2 separate regions of the Zea mays genome follow, and region 2 is linked to region 1. A link is a contact called in public Hi-C data. All regions are on one chromosome and are shown on one strand. The core of a region is the stretch at or near the end of the contact, and the rest is flanking DNA. Distances in the headings are between cores, read along the strand shown. Region 1 holds the start of LOC100283719. Region 2 holds the start of LOC100382620.

Region 1 (6,275 bases), core at 2,155-4,654:
CATTAGTGATCTGCTGGATTATCTTCTCTAGTATTAAAAAAACACTACCAGTGACTGCCAATATTATTGTATTGAGAATAAATTATTGGTGAGCTGATCAAGAATGCTCTTGTACAGGGCTAGACACAATCCAGCTAAGACACTGAAATGCCACAGGCTTGTCGCTAAATTGGAGAGAGCGCCGAAGAAACCTTCGTAACGGTAGGATTGTCGATCGAATAACGAGACAGACAGACAAGTAGAGACCAGCAAAAACGAGAGTCGCTTCACTGTTTTGGCAACCAAGAACCAAGAATCATATCCCTGCTCGGCTGTTGGCTCACCGTTTCTAGCCAAAAAGGTTCACCAGGTTGTATTGTACAGAAACCGATCGACCAGAACTCCTCGTTATAAAATGCTAGAATTATGCCCTACCGTTGCAACAGCAACCAAATAATCTCACACTACAAAAAAATGATACTGTGAGCAAATCATCACTATTATATTATTTTTCGTAAGGCACGAAACAATCACAATATATAGTTTTGATGTGTATCGGAACGTACTGTTTTTAAGTAGCATATAACGCACGTTCAAACTTAAATTAGTGTGGTGTTATTTTGTTTTTGTTGCAATAAACATGCATAATTCTAGCATATAGTGTAAACAATGTATGTATGGTCCTGTAGAAGGGATCTGCCCTTTACTTTCTTGAAGCTGCTTCAGAGCGTGATGCGCTTCAGTTGGTCCTTGACGACGTGATGCTGTCTGAGGCGCCGGACGTACGCCACTGCCCCCTAGCTGCCACTGGAGGCAACCTGCACACTGGGGGACTTTACCGTGTCCTCCGCAATGGCGAGGGAACGCACAGCGCTGAGGCTTCTTTTGTTTGGCAAAACCAAGCCCCCCCTCGGGTGCGCTTCTTTGGCTGGCTTGTCAACAACAGTCGCGTTCAATGCCGCGTCAATCTGGCCAGAAAGAGGATTGTTCAAGACGCTACGTGTGAGATATGTGGGCAAGCTCCCGAGGACACGACACACATCTTCATCCATTGCGGATTTGCCTCCCGCTTTTGGGGTGTTTTGGGTGTCCAGATTGCCCCGGGCCGCAGCAACGTCCTTTTGAGCCTGCTAAGGCCGCCTACGGTTCCGGCGAAACACTACAACATGTTTGTCCTTCTCTGCTGCTGGCAGCTGTGGAAACGCAGAAATGATGTGGTATTCCGTGGGGAAAGATTGCCGCTCGCAACAACCATGTCATTGTGTCGCGCTGAAGCGGAATTATGGAGATGCAGGCTGCGACAAGAAGACCGCCATATCGTGACTGCCTGGTGTCGTGTTTTTTGTGTAACATAGCATAATTCCGTTGATGTAACCCCCACCCCCATGCTGTAAAACACAGGGCGTTTTGGCCACAAAGGAATGAAAATTCAGGTGGGGACCCTCTCCCCTCCGGTGACATTCAAAAAAAAACATATTGGGCCATGCGTCATAATTGACTTGAATTTTGCTGCCACTGCTAGCACATCAAGGCAGAGAAACATTATGGTGATCTTGTCTCACTACAACAGATAAGGTCGTCGTAGTTACATAGTGGAGACGATGATCTAATGTTGGGGTTGCTACAAATAGGCACTCTCAGGCTGTGTCTAGCAGATTGTGTATATAGTTATATAAAATATTGTTTTGCATGATAGATAACAGAGTAAAGTTTAAAATAGAAGATGTGATACGAGATGAGATAGGAGAGCTGCTGGAGATAGCCTCACAACCGAAGTTATCGAACCTAATGCACCGGTGCATGCTGTTGTAGTGCGCATGACTGCTAGGACTGAGTGTTGCATGTGTTTGGTTAGAGAGACGATGGAAGATGTGTTACGACGATACCATTTTTCACGATATTTGGTTCACGTTGATAGGAGACAATACAACGATATGGTGATAAATGCAAACTTATATTGATCTTTTCCGTTTTCACTTATTGTGAGTCAAATTTTAGAATATTGTGAACCAAGTTAGTGAATGATTCAAAGCATGAAATATAGGAACATAACATACTAGTGGTATCAGAAATGATTTCAACACATCCTACATATGCTAGTTGCCAATCTCAACGGTAAAAAACTTTTATATATTGAAGTGAGGGTTGAGAGAAGAATGAGGAGGTGGTATAGACATCTGAAGTGAGGGTTGTGTGAATGAGCTCAAGCACTTCTCCATTCTGAAATTGCTACGGACCATGATAGCAATACGATGAGCGATACGGACTGGTCAATATGGATCGATCGTGACTCCAAAGCGGTCAGTGGGTACTGATCCTGCCGGCTGGTCGACGACCTCATAGACTGCGCCTGTGCCGCTCAACGCTAGCACACCATTGGCGGGTGTGATGCCCGACCGATAGGTTTGACACGTGTACGGAACATTGACACCAGTCTTATGTATGGGGATGCTGGAATGGTTGTCTTAACATACCATAGATGAATGAGGAAGGCTCACGTCACCACTTAAAATTTGGCACGTAGAAAAAAGAAAGTGCTCGCCATTTGATTACTCCCCTTTGGCATGCATGCCGTCGAATTAGGAAAATAGGTGGGCCATTAATCATAGGTCATCTTTGACGGTGTTAGCTAGACGAGCGTCGCTACACGTATGACTCTAGTGTTAAACTTAGGTACAAATAAGGCAACGTGTTTGACTCATGCTTCTTTAGTTCAGAACGAGAAGTAACAACAATTGTAGGTTAAGGTTGGTCTAATCCAGTTATACGGGTGGTGGATCGTACGTGAACCACTTTCGGTCATTCAACATTTGTGTTTCCGGTTGTAGAAGATGTTTTAATAGTTTGAGATCTCCTTGAACATTTCATCAAACTACTGGATTTATTTATTTATTTTTTGTGTCTTCAGTTACGGTAACCTTTTCGCTCTCCACCCACCCACACACCCACCCACTACCATACGCCGCCACTGACGCATCATAACGATCGAGTGTCTCTTCCATAACCTTTTCCGGTGGCCATCCTTAACAACCTCACCTCACTTGTGGCTGCATCTCACATGGTTGTCAAAATCTCGATTTTATAGTTGGATTTTGCGTCCTTACTATTCAGAATTAGCGGGTTTGATTCTTCGCTTCTGTTTTTTTTTTCTTCCACTGTCTTCTATAATTCGGACCGTATTCGACTTGGAATCCACGATTTTTCGATAACCTTTAGATCTGGATGCCTAATTTCTTATTAAGAAAATACCACACGCTGCAAAGAGAAAAAAAGGCTTTATAAAGTCGGAGTAGCCCACTACCGTTCGCATCAAGGAACGAAGTCTGACTGACTGACACAGGGGAAAGTAGCACTTGAGTACTGCTGCCTATATACACACACACGCGTATGGGGAAAAAAATCGACGCAGAAGCGGGCGCAGAGGCAGACGCATGCATGATGCATCGAGCCCCCCCAGCTCGCAGTCGCACCGGAGGAATGCTAACTGGAGAGCCACGCCTGCCGCGGAGGACCGGGACTAACTACGAGCTGCCGCGGCCGTTCCTGGTGCAGGTGGGACCCACCTCGCTTCCTTTCCTCCTTCCAGATTATTTAAAGCCATTTCCGTTGCGTCCAGGTCCAGGGTAGAGAGAGAGAGAGGGGATGGTGTGAGGGAGGGAAGGGAGCAAAGGCAAAGCAGCCAACGACCAGAGAGACACGGAGGCTCAGAGAGAGAGAGCGAGGAAGAAGAAGAGAAGAAGAAGATGGAGCAAGAGGAAGCGTGCTCCTCCTCGCTGCGGCAGTGCAGGATTTGCCACGACGAGGAGGACGAGCGGCGCTCCGCCATGGAGTCGCCCTGCGCCTGCTCCGGCTCCCTCAAGGTATGTGTCCTCCTCTATCCTCTATGCGGGCGGCTACAGCAGCATGCGGCGCATGACCTGATGATGCTCTGCGCGCGCTCCGCCTGCTGCGTGTCTCGTGAACTCGCTGCACCGGCCAAGCCATCTGAACGACGACGTGTCTGTTGTTCCTCCCCTCGCGCCTGCAGTACGCTCACAGGGGATGCGTGCAGAGGTGGTGCGACGAGAAGGGAAGCGCCGTCTGCGAGATTTGCCTCCAGGTTTGTTTTCGTCGCGCCCGAGTCGATCGCGCCCAGCAGCAATTTTCAGATTCCTTCGCCTGTTATTCACCCGCCGTCGTCGCTCACTGTTTTATCCACGCAACTTCTCCGCTTGTGTTGGACGGGGGAAATTTTGATCCGGGTGATGAAGGTTAAGCAATTTGCCCCCCCCCCCCCCCCCCCCCCCCCCCGTGCAAGTCTCCCCTGCTGATCACAGCGTGCAAAGTGCTTTTGTTTATTTATTTATTTATTGCAGCAAAGTATTGTACCTTTCTCAGAGTCCAAGTATTGTGAAGCTTCGCCTTTTGTCTAACAGCCGTGCTTTTTTTTACTGACAGAACTTTGAGCCAGGCTACACCGTTCCTCCCAAGAAAACCCAACCTGCTGATGTCGCGGTGACCATCAGGTGCCTCCTTCTCTATCTCTCTCTGGTAACTGTGCGCATTAAGGCTATCTATCAGGGCGAATGCTGTGCTTAATTGTAGGTGGTCACTGGTCAGCTGTAGTTGTTCCATAATATAGTAACTGTCATCAGAACATCCACTTCGCCCATTTCATTCATTCATCCATTCCTTCGTTCATTTTTGTTTGGCATCAACCTCATCTCATCTGAACCGAGCGCGGTTGCTGGCCAACCCATCTTTATCTCCCATTCCATCGATTGATTAAACGGAATCTGCCAGCGCGACGGGCACTTTAGGCGACCAAGACCAACCACCCGCTCTTGATAGCTCGTCGTCGCATCCGCATACTACCCACCAGCAAAATTCCAAGACGCGTCCCAGGCGGCGGCCCCCCTCGTTCTCATCCGCTGACGCAGCACAGCATGCGCTCTCACCCAAGCCCCTGATCCGGTCGCCACCATCTCCAGACCAAGCAAGAGACCAAAGCGCTCTGATCGAACAGTGGTGCTGGTGGCCTGGCGCACATTCCATTCTGGCAGTGGCAGTGGCAGGGCAGCTGTCTATGTCTATCGCAGCATGTTGTTCTTCGGGATTCCCGAGGCGGTCGGGGGTGGGAGCCCCTGTGTTTGTGTGTGTGTGGCGTGGCTGCCAGGTGGGTCCGGCCCAGCTGTTTCCGTTAGCCAGGCCAACCACCGGGTCCCAACTCCCAATCATTCTTTCGCCCCGCATGAGATGATGATGCCCTCGCACTGTTGCTGCACCTCTTCTGCTGTAGTGGACTACAAATGCAAGCCGTGCCCTGCACTGCACTCACTCCTCCCTGCTGTCCTGCACCCGTTGGCACAGGAGTCAAGCCCGTCCGTTCTTGTTCATCGGTGGTTGCAGGCAGCACGGCCGATCACCGCGTCTGCACTTTTAATTTGTAATGTGACTGACGGAGAAAATTTGTGGAATCTGTCGATCCTGGTTGGCTGTCTGTCTGTCTGGTCAGCTCAGCAACCACCACCGATGATCAGTTTACGACCACTACCTACCTACCATTACCACTACCAGCCAGAGCCTGGCAACCACCACGCGCGTTGCTGATCTGGGCTTTCGTGGTGCATGCGCAGAGACAGCGTGGGGGTGCCCAGGCCGCAGCACGAGCCTGAAGAGGAGGAGGAGCAGGAGCTGGTGGACGTGGCGTTGATCGGAGCCAGCGACCCGGAGTACGCCGAGTGCGCGCGCGCCGCCGGCAGGAGCGCGTCCTGGTGCCGCTCGGTGGCCGTCACGGTACGTGCATGCGCGACTGACTGACTGAGTGACAGAGAAGCCGCCGTCCTCCCCCCCGCGCCGTGCAATGCGTCGCGTCTGAACTTTGGCACTGTCACTGCAGTTCACGGTCGTCCTGCTGCTGAGGCACCTGGTCACCGTGGTCACGGTCGGGGCGGCCAACCAGTTCGCCTTCGGCCTCCTCACGGTGAGTAGCACGGAAATCTGAAAAGAAAAATAAAAGAAAAGGCTGGAATGAAAAGCAGACAAGGTTGGTTCGTTTCTGCGATCGACCGACGACTATATACTGTAAAAACCTAACGTCTGTTCCTTGGCTTGGAAATGCAAGGTATACTTGCTGCGGGCGAGCGGGATCCTGCTTCCGTTCTACCTCGTCATGAGGCTCATCTCCGTGATACAGCAGGGGCAGAGGCAGTACCGCCTCCGGCTGCTCCAGGTTAGCCCATCGAATCGCCACTTCTGAATAAATGTCGTTGGGGGCTGGCTGTTCAGCAATCAGCAGCACTTTTTTTTTTTTGGCC
Region 2 (6,275 bases), core at 1,124-3,623, 760 kb before region 1:
CATGGCGCACCGGACAGTCCGGTGCGCCATCGGACATTGTCCGGTGCGCCAGCCACGTCAGCCAGCCGTTGGGGTTCGACCGTTGGAGCTCTAACTTGTGGGGCCTCTGGGCTGTCCGGTGGTGCACCGGACAGGCCCTGTAGACTGTCCGGTGCGCCTCCCGCGCGTGCTCTGACTTCTGCGCGCACTGTAGCGCATTGAATGCGGTTGCAGTTGACCGTTGTGCGCGAAGTAGCCGTTGTTCCGCCGGCACACCGGACAGTCCGGTGTGCACCGGACACTGTCCGGTGACTCACCGGACAGTCCAGTGAATTATAGCGGAGTGCCCTCTGATTTTCCCAAAGGTAGCGAGTTGAGCTTCGAGTGCCCTGGTGCACCGGACACTGTCCGGTGGTGCACCAGACACTGTCCGGTGCGCCAGACCAGGATGCCTTTTGGGATGTCTTTAGCTCTCTTTGTTTGAACCCTTTCTTGGTCCTTTTATTGGCTAATTGTGAACCTTTGACACCTGTAAAACTTATAGACTAGAGCAAACTAGTTAGTCCAATTATTTGTGTTGGGCAATTCAACCACCAAAATTAATTAGGAAAAAGGTGTAAGCCTAATTCCCTTTCACTATGGGTAAAAGTCTGCTTACGAGGTGTGTCAGCGTCCCTGTGCGGAGTGACATCGTGATTCCTTGCTGCGTTTATCGACGTCAGAGCCCATCTTGGGCAAGGCGGAAGTCTTCCTGAGGCATTGGTTGAGCCATCCCTTGACGTGTGCCACAGTCGGTGGAGTGGCCGCCCGCGGGATTCGCGGTGGAGTAGGTAGCCGAGGCCGAGCTCGGGCGAGGCGGGAAATCACCTGAGGCTGAACTCAGCGTCAGGCGAGACGAAGATTGCGCCCGAGGCCAAACTCTGCGTCGGGCGAGGTGGGAGTTTGCGCCCGAGGGCTGGACTTAGCGTCGAGCGAGGCGGAGATTTACGCCCAAGGGTCGGTCTGCTTCACTCGTCTTATTAGACGTCCCATCAAGGGGATGGCAGGCGGCGTGCACGTACTATAGCGGGGGTGTAATCATGTTGCTGCGCCTGGATGTGACTGCTGTCTTGTTAACCACTGTGCTCCTGCTGCCACGACGTGGGTAGGTATGCGCATTAAATGCGAGTGTTCCCCACCTGTTTTCGGGCGCCCTTGTCTTATCTGCCTGGGATCAGCTCGGGCGAGACGGACAGAGCGGTGGTGACTTCGGGCGAGGCGGAGTTCTGCCTGAGGTGGGAGACTCTTGGGGAGAGGCCTCGGGTTAGGAGGTACCTCGACTGCTTCCCCTCGGGGGTTATGTTTTTACTTCTCCTGAGTGCGTCTTTCGGGAGGGATAATCTAGGTACCCCTAATTATCACCCCCGACAAGTATGAACAACCACCTCCACCCGCTTATGTATACTTACATCTTGCACCCTATCCGACATATGGACAACCATTTTATGGTGTCACAAACATGGATCCATATGCTTCTATAGCCTTCGAGATGTGTTACTTTTCCTTCATCATTAAATATTTGTTTATGTATCCATATGCTTCTACAGCCTTGAGATGTGTTACTTTTCCTTTATCATTAAATATTTGTTTATTGTTCATATTATCTAGCTAATTTTATTTTTTTAACTGTATAGAAATATGTATATAGAATGGATCCACACCCAGATGCTTCGAACATGCCTGAATATTATGACTCCAGCTGAATATGTGGATGCATTACCATCTGACTATTGTTTTGTGTTGTAATTTGTGTTATTGGGTAATCTATGTTATGGTTGTATGACACAAATGTAACCTTCTATTGACGTGTGTTGCACTTAATTGTGATTTTCTATTTGCATATATATGTTCTATGTGTTTTTGTGCATTAAATTATTGTGAATATGTTGTTATTTGTTATGCAACATGATTTGAATAAAATACAGACACATTCTACCAAAATTTTTATTCTTTCTAACCAAATTGCGTTTTGCGGTAAAAAAAGTACCGAAATTCGGTCAGAAAGCGGCGAAATTGGGTCGGGAAAAGCGAAATCCGAATTTTTGGATTTGAAAGTATAAACCGGTGGGTAAATAAGAAATTCGGGTGAAATTTGGTAAAATTCTATTTTCGGAAACGGTCGAAATTCGTGTACAAAACGGGATGGGTAACCTGACCAGAGACCACCCTGTGGCCGTGGGCGAATTTTTTTATTCGCACGCCCACTCTGCTGCCGCGGCCGCCGCCCCACAGCCCCACTAGGCTAGGCCACTAGTAAAGGAAACGCAGCCGCAGCCTTTGCCGGTTTGCTCTCTCTCTCTCTCTCTCTCTCTCTCTCTCTCTCTCTCTCTCTCTCTCTCTCTCTCTCTCTCCACCTCCTCTCCCGACTTCCCGAGTCCCGCTACGCAGCCGTCGCCTCCTACTCCCTTTGCGACTCCTCGCCCACATCCAGCACTTGCACATCAGCAACCTCAACCGCAAGGGAGGTGGCGAGGCTGAGCGCCAGCCGCCATGTCTGTCCCCGGCGTCGCCTCCCCGATCGCCGACCGCTTCTACTGCCCCCCACCGCACCGCCACCTCCTTGACAAGCAACACAGACAGCATCCGCCACTAACTGCCTCGGCGGCCGAGGAGCCGGCGAAGCCGACGCCGGAGCTCGGGCGAGACCCTTCCCCGTCGCCTTCGCCGGCTACCAACCTCGAGAGTTTCATCGCCTCCACCGCCGTCCGCGTTCCCGCGCGGTGCTCTCCTCGAGTGTGTCTGCCGGCGCTTGCTTGCCGCTCGTGTTTTCCGTACGGACATGTGCTGACGGCTGACGGGTCCGATTGTTCTGTTCTTGTGCGCTTGCAGACGCCGGGGTGCCGGGCAGGAGCGCCGTACTACGAGCTCGCGGATCTGTGGGAGGCGTTCGGGGAGTGGAGCGCGTACGGCGCCGGCGTGCCGCTGCTGCTCAATGGCACGGATGGCGTCGTGCAGTACTACGTGCCATTCCTGTCCGCTATCCAGCTCTATGGGTCGCGGCTGCCGTCGTCGAGCAAGACCAAGAGGTAGTATAACAGGCTCATAGCTGTCATTTTTATGTTGGAATCTGCGGGTACCTGCATTGAATGGGTTGACATTGTGGACCATGACTTCCTCGATTCTGTCAATACTTGGATATGTTAGGCCAAACGTAGTTGAAAGATTATTGCCATTCTTTTGTATTTGTTCCAGAAACACTGAAGTCTACTTTATCTTAAAACCAAAGAAACTAACAAACTGAACCACTGCTACTGCTAAAGATTAAAGAAAATCTCGTAATGTTCCATGAGCGTGTCTGATCTTGCTAGTCGTATGGAACTAGTGGATGCATGTTATCATGCACATTGATATGATTAGGCTAGTCGACATGCTCTTCTTGAACCAGGATCTGTTTTTTTTTGTTCTTTACATATTTCAATTAATTGATGAACGTCTTTTTAAATATATCAGTAGTCATTTTGCCTGATGTTACCTTTAATCATGCAGTATTGCTAGCTTGGATGTTTTCTGCAGTACATTTTCAAACAAGTCCGAATATTTTCCAAGTGGCTGTAGTTAGTCTTGGTTATGCATTTGAACAACCGGACAAAGTACACTTTTTATTCTATAAGCCCTTGGTACTTCTATTGTGGCACAAGCTTCCTATCTTATGGCATGTGTTGGTCTGTGTGACCCAAGTGTGCTCAAGTTAGTCAAGCCAAAATTTGGCACCTTTGACCAATATTGGCTACCATTTGGTTGAGTGCCAAAAGATGTAATGGTACCTTATCTCTATGCTACCTTAGTTGTCAAATCTTGCCAATATTAAGGTCATTAAAATTGGTTGTGACCTTGATTTTTTATATATTAAAACTAGACCAATAAAGAAGGAAGTCGGTGGCTATAAATTAAGAATTTGGCACCTAATGTTTTGCCAGTGAGGACTTGAATTGGGTGGTCTGTGCTTTACATCCACACCCTCAACCAATTGAGCTAAGATGAGCATCTCTAGGAGCTCTCCAATACCATTCCTCATCCGCATAAAACTGTCATATTTGGGGATGAGGCAATTCCATAGCTCCAGCAGCTTCCCAATAGCTCTCCTTTTCTGGTGTTCACAAAGAAAACCTCCATCTCCTCTCAATTAAAGGGGAGTTGCATCTCCACATTAGTGTTGGGACCACAACAACTGTCATCTTCCTTTTTCCACGTCCTCTATTTTGACATGTGGGTTCCATTGAGAAAGATTATTGGTGCTGGAGCATCTCCCCGAATATTCCAAAAAAGCACTACCGGTGACCACCAATTCCATTTTATTAGGGATGAATTAATGGTGATCTGCTGGATATGCTCTTAGTTCCAATTTTGACCTCAATTTTGGCATTCCAAATTTGGATTGTCTACTTTATGACAAATTTCAGTGCAAATCAAACAGCCCCATGTTCTTGCTTGTTATATTAAAGCATGGTTAATATTGAACACTCCATTCTTGCAAGCATCCTACCATTCATTTGAGGCTGTAATTGTTGCATGGATCATCAAATCATCATTGAACATTATAATGACCATTACATTTTATTTACAGCAGCATGTGATACTAGCATTGAACATGTAAAATGTCAGTATTACTACCTGTGGTTAAATATTTGCAGGATAATTTTATTTATACTTGTTACATTTCTTTTTATATAACAATACCTAGAAACAATTCAAGCAGGGGATCTAATCCAAAGTTGTCCGCTTTACTTTATATAACAGGTTGTGATTGAACTGACCAGATGAACGATTCATCGTCTGAACTGTTCTGACTGTGTTCACTAATGGTGACTATTCTTGAAAACCAGAGCATATCAGCATGCCTGTACTTGCTTGAAAAAAACATCAATCATAGTACCATTCTCCTGGCATTTCACTGATTATATAGATCTGTTTCCAGATCAAGTTATATAATACCATGGTCGAGGTGTCTCTGACCAGCTCCTGAGAGCTATAATTCCAGCTAACAATGAATCTGGTAAAACCCCAAACCAATGCAAGGAACTGGCCGTGAAATTTGCTCTTAAACATCAAAGAATTGTGCTCCACCCTGCAACTACATCACGTTTCCATAAAAAGCATTAAGTTAATCCAGACTATTATGGAGCATGGTGAGCAATATAAATTTGCCTATGGTGAATTCATTTCTTATGCTTCTTTCAGATTTCTCAAAAAAAAACGGCCATAATTTCACTTGCATTATTGATTAAAAAATAGGCTGTCAGAATTGTTAGAACAAAAATAATGAAGGTGTTACTGCACTGCTTGCTATTTTAAGTCTCTGAACCATCAGGTTTCAACTTGGCTGATATTTTTTTTGTTGGCTTCTCTCGAAGCTGAAAGTTTATCTTGAAGGAGTTGGACTTCCCTGAAATGTTTTAGACCTTATAAACCACAGTTCCTTTAGAACACACTGATTAATTTTTCAGGAATAAAAGCCTCTGATTTATATTTATTTAAGTTTATTTTGGTGAGAGCTGTCTTACCGAGTCATCAGGTCACAGGTTCGAAGCAGCCTCTACGCATTCGTGGAGGGAAGGTTTGCCTTGGTTTATCCTTTACCAAATCCCATTCATGTGGGAGCCTCCGGCACTTGGTGTTCCCTTATGTTTCTTATTTGAGGAGTTTTTTTAGATAATGGAGGTAATCTCTGGTTTCAGCAACAACTAGGGATGAAGTGCTACTTAAAAATGTGGGCACTAGGATTTGAACCTTGGTAGGTGGTGTCATGCATCCACAATCTGAACTGACACAAACTGGTTTGTTCAGATAAAAGAAGTTATTTTGTGGTGAAACAATAAATGAATAAATCAGAATGCATGACTGTTTCAGCTTTCTATGAATTGGACTAGCAGAGATGTCTTAGAAATAATGTTCATTTTTTCAGTAATGCATGAATACATCAATTGTTACTATTATTGTGTACTTTTCTGGTCAACTTTCTCTTGGACATTCCTTCAAAAAAACATTCCCTTAGATAATTATGATCTTTTGGAACTGTTTTTTGTTTTCAGCTGCAGATACCTTAATGAAGGCAGTGATGGTGACAATGCTCCAGAAACAAGCAGTGATGTAAGCAATGAGAGTGACAATGACAATGACAATGAAAGGTCTATTGGAAGAACAACCCAATGTTTAGTAGAAAATATTTGCACCGATCAAGAAAGGTTGTCCAGTGATGACTGTGATTCCAGTAACCAGGAACCTCCCCCTGTTTTCCAATATATGGAGCATGATGCACC

The links. Hi-C and Micro-C count contacts between places; a contact is called where the count stands out from the background.
Region 2: a Hi-C map of tassel shows a contact between it and region 1, with 3 times the contacts expected there. The contact joins the promoter of LOC100382620 here to the promoter of LOC100283719 in region 1. A contact is called at or near these places in 3 of 25 Hi-C or Micro-C datasets (bundle sheath, ear and tassel).

What each region holds. Positions count from the first base shown.
Region 1 is chr3:54,601,757-54,608,031 of Zm-B73-REFERENCE-NAM-5.0, reverse strand. It overlaps LOC100283719, which reads left to right and starts at 3,404. Exons shown (of 8, transcript NM_001371961.1): 1 at 3,404-3,531; 2 at 3,596-3,839; 3 at 4,007-4,078; 4 at 4,417-4,484; 5 at 5,595-5,754; 6 at 5,858-5,941; 7 at 6,083-6,190. The coding sequence starts at 3,723.
Region 2 is chr3:55,356,715-55,362,989 of Zm-B73-REFERENCE-NAM-5.0, reverse strand. LOC100382620 reads left to right here and starts at 2,373. Exons shown (of 7, transcript NR_158540.1): 1 at 2,373-2,751; 2 at 2,848-3,044; 3 at 4,756-4,820; 4 at 6,048-6,275.